Linked DNA regions of Neogale vison: region 1 is linked to region 2. The links are chromatin contacts, called in public Hi-C maps. All regions are on one chromosome and are shown on one strand. The core of a region is the stretch at or near the end of the contact, and the rest is flanking DNA. Distances in the headings are between cores, read along the strand shown.

Region 1 (5,543 bases), core at 121-2,620, 170 kb after region 2:
CTCCCTCTCCCTCTGCCTTCTTCTCTGCCTACTTATGATCTCTGTCAGCCAAATAAATAAATAAAATCTTTTAATAAATAAAACATTTGGTCCATTAAGTGCAGCTGTCACTCTTTAAAAGTATTTTTTTATGATTCAGTAGGCTTCCAGAAAAGCAAGTTAGTCCTGAAAGAAGAACAAGATAAATACCTAATCACACTGATGACAGGGGAACAGCTTTCACGGAAGGGAAGGGGGGAAAAAAGACGGAGTGAACCAGAAGAGAGAGAGCAAGAAGCGTGGACAGTGACAATGCAACTTGAGGAGAGATAAATGAGAGCCAGCCTTGTGGGAAAGGATTGGAAAAAGCATCCAAGTAGACCTGTACAGGAATAGAAATTTGCCAAGATGGAGCACTGAATATTCCTAAACCTCCTACTGCTAATAGCTAACATTTATTGAGTCCTCAGCAAGTACTGTGCTAAGAGCTTTAAATAAATCATCCCATTTGAGCCTTACAACTCTGAGGTAAGTACTACTATCAACCCGACCTTCAAATGATGAAACTGAGGCTCGCAGAGTAAGTTTAGCAGCCCGCCCACGTTCACACAGCTGGTGAGTGGTGGCCGCTGAATTTGAACCCAGAGCCCTGGCATTTTAACTGTTTCACTTTCCAAACACAAGCAATGACAAATGAAAAGACGACAGCAACTAAGAGGTGCTTCAGAACTCGCTGGAAGTAACTCAGTGTCGCTGAAAGAGGTCAGAAACGAAAAATGGTAGGCAGGAAGGAACCAGGTCATTAAGGTCCTGAAGGCTATGTTCAAGGGTTTCAACTCCACCCGTGGACAATGGGGAGCCAGTGAAGGTATGAGGCAGGGGTACGACCTGACCAAACCTCTGTTTAAGGAAGATTAGTCTGCCACCAGGAGGGGGCAAAGGTCGGGTTGGGCGGCAACCGCAGGAACGCGGACAAGTGAGGTGGGTGGGGAGGGATGAGCAGGATTCCAGAGATTTAGAAACGGAACTGGCGAGCGGGACGTCGGGCCGCGCGCGGGCTACGGACAGAAGCAGAGCCCAGCAGTCCCCGCTCCCCGCCGCAGGCTCTCCCGCGGCCCCGCCCCCGGCCCTCGGCCCCGCCCCCGCCCCCGGCCGGCGCCCTTTCCCTCCCGGGCTCTGCCCTCACCTTGGCCGTGCGGATCATGCGCTTGGCCACTTCTAGGTCGCCCTGGTGGTTCTGGCCGATCTCGGCAATGATGAAGCACGGGTGCTGCCCGCCCACCCAGCGCCCGGGACACAGCTCCAGCTCCAGCGGCATCGCTGCGGCTCGCGTTTCGGCGCTCCACCGCCCACCTCGAGTCCTGTCCGCGGCCCAGTGGGGAACCACGCGCCGTCCCGGCCACGTCAGCTCCGCCACGTTAGTCAGCGGCCGCGCAGCCAATCCGAGGGCCCCAGCTCGCTGCCGCCAGCCAATCGAGGAAAGGGGCGGAGCCTTCCGCGAGCGGGGCGGGGCGGCGGGACGAGGAAATCAAGCTCGGTTCTCTTCAGCGGGGCTCCAGGTTCCCGGGCTGGTAGCGAGGCCCGGGGGGTCGCGGCCTCTCTGCTTCACCTGTGAGCCAACATTCTCCAAGAGGAATGGAGGGCGGAAGACGGTTGCCTTGGGCTCAGGGAGAGCGCGCCCTGCGGTGTAATGGAAAAAATGAATTTGGGAGTTGGAATTAGAGCTGCTTTGAGCACAGGTGCTGCCACTAACCGGTTCTTGATCGTGAATACGTTAGTCTTTAGTCTTCCTGAACGTTATTTTCCTTTTCCCCGAAATGGGGAATTATATAGGTTCGTGAGATGATGTATGGAAAACCCTGATCACGGTGCTTGGCCTGTAGTAAGGTTTCAGTAAGCGGATGAACGGCGTGGATGAGCAGCGAGGAATGAGCTTGGGCCGCTGCCTCAGCAGGAATGGAAAAGAGACTAGAGCAGGTGACAGAACCAGGGTGGTCCTAAGGCAGGGAGACCCACAGGATCAAAAGCCCAAAGTAGTCCAGGAGAATAACAACAAAGACACCAGCAGATTTGGGGATCAGGAAGCCGCTGGCCAAGGAAGATGAAACAGAAGGGACTAAAATAGACCTTTTCTGGGGAACATTTAGTGTTAAAAGCAGATGGAAAATGCACCATGGCCTAGACAGGGAACCAGAGTTGAGGGGTTGTGAAGAAGGGCACCTTGGGAGGCCAAGAGGCTCAGCAAAAGACCCTGAGTCCAGAGAAAAGCAAACCCAGCACTAAAGTAGCTCAGTACTACTTGTGCTAAAGAAAACCATTATGGTTTTGAGTAATTTGTGAATGAGGGAAAATTAAGTTTAAAAGCAAAAAAGGAGAAATCACATTTAAAAATACAATCACCTGGCTGGCTCAGCTGGTTAACCATCCGACTCTTGATTTCAGCTGAGGCCATGATCTTGTAAAAATACAATCTCCTGGCTGGCTCAAGGTGGTTGATTTCGGCTCAGGTCATGATCTTGAGGTTGCGAGATTGAGCCCTGTCAGGCTCAGTGCACAGTCTGCTTGAGATTCTCCTTCTGCCCCCTAAACCACCCCTACCCCCTTGCTTGCATTCACTCTCTCTAAATTAAATAAATAAAATCTTGTTAATTAATTAAAATACAACCATCCCAACAAAAGCAAGTTAGGCTGATGTTATTTGTGATTAAATAAAAGCTTTCAGTAAATTAAGGTAATGCTATATCTTACTACAGAAAGGAGGAAAAGACACTATTTTCATTTCATGCTCGTTCCTTTTTTAAAAGCCAGTTTCCAGTGCTTTCTGTTGCTTTTTCGGCTTGGATAACAAAGCCGTGCTCAGTATGTAGAAATGGATGACAGAACGTGGGAAGGTCTTAAAAACAAAACCAACTGGGATTTTTTCTTTTCTTTTTCTTCCCCCTGTTACTGGCAGGAGAGGGTAAGGAAGAACTTAGTTTTGGAGAAACTAGGGTAACCCAGAGTGCTGGGTCATGGGGACCAAGGTGGAGAGAGGATGGAGACCCAGTTCTCGGACCTGAAACCCTGAAACCCCTCAAGTCTGAGGCCCCTGTGGTCAGTCCTACTATGCTAAGCCCTTCCTTAAGTTGGTTCCTAGAAAGCTTCCTATGACCTGGGACTCCTACCTAATCTTTTGCTATTCTGGGCTCTAGTTTCACTGAACTATTCTGAGTTGTCCTGAGGGATCATGGTCTTTCACCTCCAGAACTTGGCATATAAACTGTTGCCCGAGTCTGTAGGCTTCCCACTCCTCCACCTCCACCATACTGAGCCATGTCTGACCACCTTCTGGCCCATCAGTATAGAAGTCACTTCCTCTCAGAACCTTCTCCGATCTCCCCAACAATCTTCTGTGGGCTCCCATAAGATTCTTATTTGCCCACGTATTACCTTTTATGGTAACTGCCCCTCGTCTCCTCCGTCTTCCCTCTAGGCTGTGAACTTCTTTGGGTCAGGAACCATCTGGACCACCTACTCAGCACTAAACCCAGGGCAAAGCTTTAGGGATACCATAGTGAACCAGACAGACCATACCACATGTACTGTAAGTGTCCTTCAGGGCCAGGAGCTCCTTGAGAACAGACCTGGACCGTTTCCTACTGTATCCCTAGCACCAAGCACTGAACTTAGCACTTAATAGGGGCCAGTAAATATTTGTTCAATGTACAAGTGCAGAATAGGAAAGATGACTGAATACTGAGACATAATTGACTTCATGTGTTTACTCAGGCCACATTCAGTCCCTTAGGCAAACATGACTGTTGCCTGAGTTGCTCTTAAAGTCAGCTTTCTGGAAAGTTCCTCTGAGGAAGAAGTGAATTGTTGATCCACCCAAGTTTCCCAACCCGAGCTGCCAAGGACCTGCCCTGGGGTTAAGGGGCCAAGTTGTCTGATTCTCCCAAGTTTCTCAGTTGTTCCATTTACAGGCACCCTTACTAGTCAACACCCTCACCACACCTACTTCCTGCTTCCTCAACCTTGGGCCTCATCCCTGTAACGTGAACATCATTTTTATACTGTCCCTGAGAACGTAAGCCCACCAGCACACCCGGGGTGTTCTGGAAGGTGAAAGGCAACCCCCACGGACTCCCTCAGAGGATTTTTTTTTTTAAAGATTTTATTTATTTATTTGACAGAGAGAAATCACAAGTAGATGGAGAGGCAGGCAGAGAGAGAGAGAGAAGCAGGCTCCCTGCTGAGCAGAGAGCCCGATGCGGGACTCGATTCCAGGACCCTGAGATCATGACCTGAGCCGAAGGCAGCGGCTTAACCCACTGAGCCACCCAGGCGCCCCTCCCTCAGAGGATTTTGACCTCTGCACACAACATACAAGCCTCCGTTTTTTTTGTTTTTTTTTTTTTTAAAAGGCAATTTTTTTTTTAATTTATTTGACAGAGAGAGATCACAAGTAGGCAGAGAGGCAGGCAGAGAGAGAGGAAGGGAAGCAGGCCCCCCGGTGAGCAGAGAACCCGACGCGGGACTCGATCCCAGGAGATCACGACCCGAGCCGAAGGCAGCGGCCTAACCCACTGAGCCACCCAGGCGCCCCCAGCCTCCGTTTTTTAAATGCGACTTCACTCATCCAACAAATAATTACTGAGTGCCTACTGTGTGTCAGGCACCTCACCAGGCACCAGGAATAAAATGGGTAATGAAAGAGTATGGTCCTTCTCTGTAACCTATAGTTTACAATAAACTATAGCCCCACACTAATTTTTTTTTAAGATTTTATTTATTTATTTGATAAAGAGAGATCACAAGTAGGCAGAGAGAAAGAGGGAAGCAGGCTCCCTGCTGAGCAGAGAGCCAGATGCGGGGCTTGATCCCAGGACCCTGAGATCATGACTTGAGCCGAAGGCAGAGGCTTAACCCACTGAGTCACCCAGGTGCCCCACACGCTAATATTGTTAAATAACAAGGTTCAACCAAGTAAGTGGGAAAATCTAAGTGGCTTTTATTAAATGACTTATGAATTGAGCAGCACCCCATCTAGCAAGAAGAGAGGCACTCGGAAGAACTGTACAAAATGGAAGGTTTTTATATACGGGGGTGAGGACAAGAAAGCTATTAACAAAAGAAAAGGACTGTTCCAGATGAGGCTGTTTGCTAGCGAAAAAGATGAGGTACCCTATCCTGCAGATTCCGTTGTCTTTCCTTGAGAGATGGAGAGGATCCACATGAGAGTCACTGGCTCTAATGGAAAGAAAAATTTCCTGAGTGACCTGTTCAGGCCACATTTCTGGGGGGAGGTGGCAACTGCAATTAGATTGGATATTAAGCCCCAGTTTGGGAGCTGGGTCTAAGTGATACCATTTGGGGCCTGAGGTTTTCTTTATTTCACAATATAAAATCGTGAATTATAATAATAAGGGCAATGATAGAAAACAAATTGAGTGCTGTGTTGAGACTAAGAGGAGCTCCTTTTCTTGGGTAGTCGGGAAGAATCTTTCTTAAGAGTGGACATTTAAGCTGAATCGCCCCCTCACCCCGAATTCCTTCCAAATGAAATAATCTCTTCCCCCTGT
Region 2 (5,281 bases), core at 2,172-4,671:
TTTAGTCTTTTGTGAATGGATTTTTGATTTCTCCACTATTTTCATTGCTTCTTTGGCTGAACTGACTTGTGCATGCTGCTTATAAATATTAATTCAGTATCATGTGTTATAAATGTGTTTCAAATTTCTCCTTTTGTACTTGTCTTTAGGCAGTTTCTGATATTTTGTGGTACACACATTTGGAATATTTCTAAGGTCAGTTTAGTACTCTTTCGCTTTCTGTGTGCTGTTTTGTTTTGTTTGCACAAGCAAGGGGAGTGGCGAGCACAGAGAGAAGCAGGCTCCTTGCTGTAAAAGCAGCCCTCCAGCACCCAGGCATCATGACGTGAGTCAAAGGTAGACACTTAACCCACTGAGCCACCCAGCCATCCCTGTGTGCTGTTTTTTGATATTGTGCTCATAAAGTCCTTCCTTCCCTCTATCCAAGATTATATAAATATTTGCCTTTATTTTCTTTGAGTATTTTACGGTTTCACTTAAATTTTTTATTGTAGTAAAATATACATAACAAAATTTACCATTTTAACCATTTTTAAGTGGAAAGTCAGTGCCATCAAGCACATAGTATTCTATAATCATCATCACTATACATTTCTAGAAGTTTTTCATCATCTCGGAGACTCTGTATGCCTTAAAAAGTAATTCCTCATTTCTCCCTCCCAACATCTAGTAATTTTTATCACACTTCCTCAGAGAAATTTGCCTATTCTATTTTCTACAATTCTATTACCTAAAATTACCTCTATTACCTATTTTAGGTAATAGGCAAAATGCCTATTTTAGGTAACTTATATAAGGGGAATTATACAATATCTGTCCTTTTGGGTTTTGTTTATTTCACTTAGCAGAATATTTTCAAGGTTCACTCATGTTATAGTATATATCAGAATTTTATTCCTATTTCAGGCTGAATAACATTCCATTTGAATGTACATTATGGTTTCATTTTTATGCATAATTTTCTAACCTACGTAAACAGTATTTTGATATACAGTGTTAGGTAAATATCTAAACTAACTTCTTAAATAGCTCATCATGTCCCCCACTGATTTGAAATTCTAGCTTCATCTAACATTTCAATACCATGCGTTCTCAATAGGGACAACATCACCTGCAGAGGGTTGAAAATTGGTTCCTGGGGTACAAAAGAAAATCTTACTCTTTTTATGTTTGTCAGAGAGAGTGCACACGCACAAGCAAGGGGAGTGGCAAGCACAGGGAGAAGTAGGCTCCTCACATGTATATCCTCACTCAGACATACATGCAGTACATAAAGAGATACACATTATATCTGTGGGATTAAAATTTTATGGGAGGTGATGAGTAGAGGAAAAGTCTGAAAAGGCTCCTCTAGGGATAATAATGGGGAGAAAGGTTGAGAAATCCTGCCCTGTACTCTATTCCTACACTTATTTGTATGTTTTTCTGAACTTATTTGCTTCACTGATGTGCCTGTCCCTGTGCTAGAAACACTAAAGTCTTTTGTTCTTATCATTCTGTTCATTTCCTTCCTAGAAAGTATGAGAATCTGAGGTCACCATGATCATATACTTTTACCTATAAATGACCTGTCTCCTTGGGCTAGAATGACAGCTCAGTGGGGTCTGGGACTTGTCCTGTTCATCACTGTGGCCCTGTATTTTAAATGATGCCTGGGAGAAGGCACCCACAAAATACTTTTTGGTTGAATTAATAAATTTGAATATCTAGTAGGTCAAATCCTTTCTAAGTCCTTTTTCTTTTTTCTTCAAAAATTTGGCCACTCTCACCTGTTCATTCTTGGAAATGACCTTTAGAATCATTCTAATAGACTGTAAAAATTCCTATCAGCTGCCCCCACCCCAACACCTGCCAGAAGGTGGAGCATCTTGTGGTGGGGACTCAGTGACTCTATTCCAAAGAACAGTGTTGAAAGGGAAAAATGGTGACTTTATAGACAAGAAATCTGGCAGAAACCATCTTAACTAAGTGATGGAGTTTACCATCACCATGTGCATATCACACAGTTGAATATTATGTGATGAGAGGAGCACTTCCGTGGTAGTCTTCCCCAAAACCCATCACCCCAGTCTAATCATGAGAGAACACCAGACAAACCCAAATTCACATTATTCTACAAAATAGCTGACCAATACCCTTCGAAAAATGTCAGGGTCAAAAAAAAAAAAAAAGTAAAAGATGAAATACGTCATAGTTCAGAAGAGACTAAGGGAAAGTGATGCGGAAGTGTGGAATCCTGGATTAGATCCTGGAGTATTAGTGGGAAAACTATTTTTTCAGATTATGTTGTGTATTTGAAACTATTATATTCTTTCAAATATTGATCACTGTTTAGTTAGAAAATCTAGAACAATGTACTATTTGTTTCATTAAGAAACTGAAACACTGTGTACCAACTATATTTCCATAATAATACATTTTTAAACTTTAGAAATAGATGTTGAATTTGATCACACACCTTTTTAGAAAATACCTTTTTGATCAAATATCTTTTTACAAAATATTAAGATGCTTGCTTTTGCACTACAAATGTTTTTTTCTAGTTATTAAAATATCCCTGCATCTCTAAAGTAACTCCTTCTAGATATACTATATAATTCTTTGTAAAACACTGGAACTGGTTTGCAAATATTTTATTTAAGATTTTAGCATCATCAGGGCGCCTGGGTGGCTCAGTGGGTTAAGCCGCTGCCTTCGGCTCAGGTCATGATCTCAGGGTCCTGGGATCGAGTCCCGCATCGGGCTCTCTGCTCAGCGGGGAGCCTGCTTCCTCCTCTCTCTGCCTGCCTCTCTGCCTGCTTGTGATCTCTGTCAAGTAAATAAAATCTTAAAATAAAAAAAAAAAAAGATTTTAACATCATCATTTAGCAGCCGGGCCTGGGCGGCTCGCGGAGGGAGGCGAGTAGAAGCTGGGACAGATGCACGGGAGTCCCCAGCAGTCAGCGAAGGGTCACCAAGGTGCTAACCTCTCCGGATGGAAGCCTGCGGGAAGGGCCCCAGACACGCGAGCGCCCGTAGCTGCGCCGGAAGTGGCGTCATCGAGCCGGCGTCCCTCGCAGCCAATGGCTGGAGAATGCGCCGTCCGGTGGTAAGCTTCCCTGCACCTGGGGGTAAAGACAGCCCTGAAGGCGCAAGAAGGACCATCCTTCTAAGTTATTACGCAAGCTATCGAGGCAGCTTAGTCAGAGACAGGTGTCTCTTCCCGCTTCTCTGCCCCTAAGCTAGCTCAGTGACACCACGCCTTCAACCTGAGGGCCCCCTCTAGCGTCGCAGCTTCCCTCACTAAAGACAGCTGACAGGCGTGCAGTAAAAGCCGGAAACAGGAGGAATGGGCGGTGCTGGCAGGGGGCGTGTTGAAGGCGTGGCCTGACTGCCGTGAGGTCGGACGGGGTGTGGCCAGCCGCCCCACTTGGGCTTTCAGTCAAAGGCGCGGTGAACCGCCCCGGTCCGCTTTCCAGCCGTCTCCTGGGGGCGGTTCGCTACTGGCTCCGCCCCCGCCCAGATTTCTCCTTCTTGGGAAGCACCCCCAGAGTCTCCGAGTTTTGGCCCGAGTTGGCTGCTGGCCTCCAATCGGTCTGGCGGTCTCCAGCGGCGATGGAGGGCGCCCACGAGAACCCCGCAGAGTGTTGCTCCTCCGCTCCCAGCTCCGAAGAGCCTGCCGGCTCGGCCAGGAGCCCCGAGGTGCTGCCTCGGGAGGAGTCGGAGGGCTGCGCCCGTCCCTTGGACGCGGCCCCCAAAAAACTCTGTGGCTATCTGAGTAAATTTGGCGGCAAGGGGCCCCTCCGGGGCTGGAAATCCCGCTGGTTCTTCTACGACGAGAAGAAATGTCACTTGTATTATTCGCGGACCGCGCAGGATGCCAATCCCTTGGACAGCATCGACCTCTCCAGTGCGGTCTTTGACTGCAAGGCAGACGCCGAGGAGGGGACTTTTGAAATCAAGACTCCTAGCCGGGTTATTACTCTGAAGGTAAATGGGGCAGTTTTTTCCGTTTTCAGCCAGGGTGAGTTCCTAGGGCACGGGCGGGCACGTGTGAGTGGTCACAGTAAATTCACTGGAACAAGGATCCCAGACCTTGATCTCCCCTAGTGAACCCTGGGTGGCCAGGGATTAGTGCATTCCAAAACGGAGTCACACCCATTTCCTCACTGGGTTCCCAGACAAAGGCGACAAAGGTGGGGATGATGTACCCATACTAGAATCGAGAAACTGAGTCTTGGAGAGATGAAGTGACCAGCCAGAGGTCATGCATCTCCAGAATGGTGTAACCCACATTTGGAATCCCTGAGTCTCTCCACCTCTCAGTACTGTACCAAAACTTTTACTTTTTGGTCACCCTTAACTTTCTTACTTGGGGCTGAAATATAGCCAAGATACGAGCTGTGCAATCCTCTCATGGCCCAGATTCTGAATCACTTTTCTTGTTATTTTGGCCAAGGGGACGGAATGCTTAGCAAACTTTGGCGGAACTAGGAGATAAAATACTTGGGTTTCTTGGATCAGCCTAGAATGTTCATAGAGGCATGTCTTAACGTGTTTTACCATCAGTTGGTTTTGTTTTATTTTCACCTTTAACTGGGAGAGCCATGTGCTTTAAAAACAGACAGGCTTGGATTCAAATTCTACATCAGCTACTTACTAGCTGTGTCACCCTGTCCAAACTACTTAACCTCTCAGAATCTAGGTAGTTTGTGAGATTTAAAACAAGGTGTGTAAGCATCTGGCACCTGCAAATTGTTGAATTAATCCCAGCATCTAGATACAGCCTAGCACCTAGTGGGTGCTCAATAAATTCCTGTTTAATGACCCCACAAGGTGATAGAACCATGGTCATAATGTGCATGTCAAGAGGAGGTGCCCCAGAACTTGAGTGGAAAGACAAATCTGGGTTCAGAGTTTTGGGATTCGCATTCATCCGAGAAGACTGTGCCAGCAGACAGCCTCCCCAGCCCCACCCTGTCTTCCCACCTCTCCACCCCCACTTCCAGCTAACTGGGCATCTGCTGAGCCCCTGGATATAGCCTGTAGTTTCAGTTCCCCTTTAATGGCTGGGCCTGGCTGGTGACCAGGCTGGGGAAATCAGATAAAATAAGGCAAACCTGGAATTCCAGGCCGGGGAAGGCAGGCATTTTGGAGGTCATGTGGTTTACGGATGCATCCCCTCCCACACAGGCTGAGTGCTGTCTACTGGATCTCCAGCACCTGTCTTTTACTGTTCCCTTGATCCGTGTGTGTGCCTGGTTCTGTGCTAAGCCCTGGGGCATGGAGCCTAATCAGATCT

Evidence for each region. A called contact is a pair of places that touch in the nucleus more often than the background predicts.
Region 1: a Hi-C map of muscle shows a contact between it and region 2, with 4 times the contacts expected there. The contact joins the promoter of NANS here to the promoter of TBC1D2 in region 2. A contact is called at or near these places in 2 of 3 Hi-C or Micro-C datasets (fibroblasts and muscle).

What each region holds. Positions count from the first base shown.
Region 1 is chr9:32,687,871-32,693,413 of ASM_NN_V1, forward strand. It overlaps NANS (sialic acid synthase), which reads right to left and starts at 1,371. Exons shown (of 6, transcript XM_044265282.1): 1 at 1,166-1,371. The coding sequence starts at 1,297.
Region 2 is chr9:32,513,901-32,519,181 of ASM_NN_V1, forward strand. TBC1D2 (TBC1 domain family member 2A) reads left to right here and starts at 3,422. Exons shown (of 13, transcript XM_044265275.1): 1 at 3,422-3,969. The coding sequence starts at 3,595.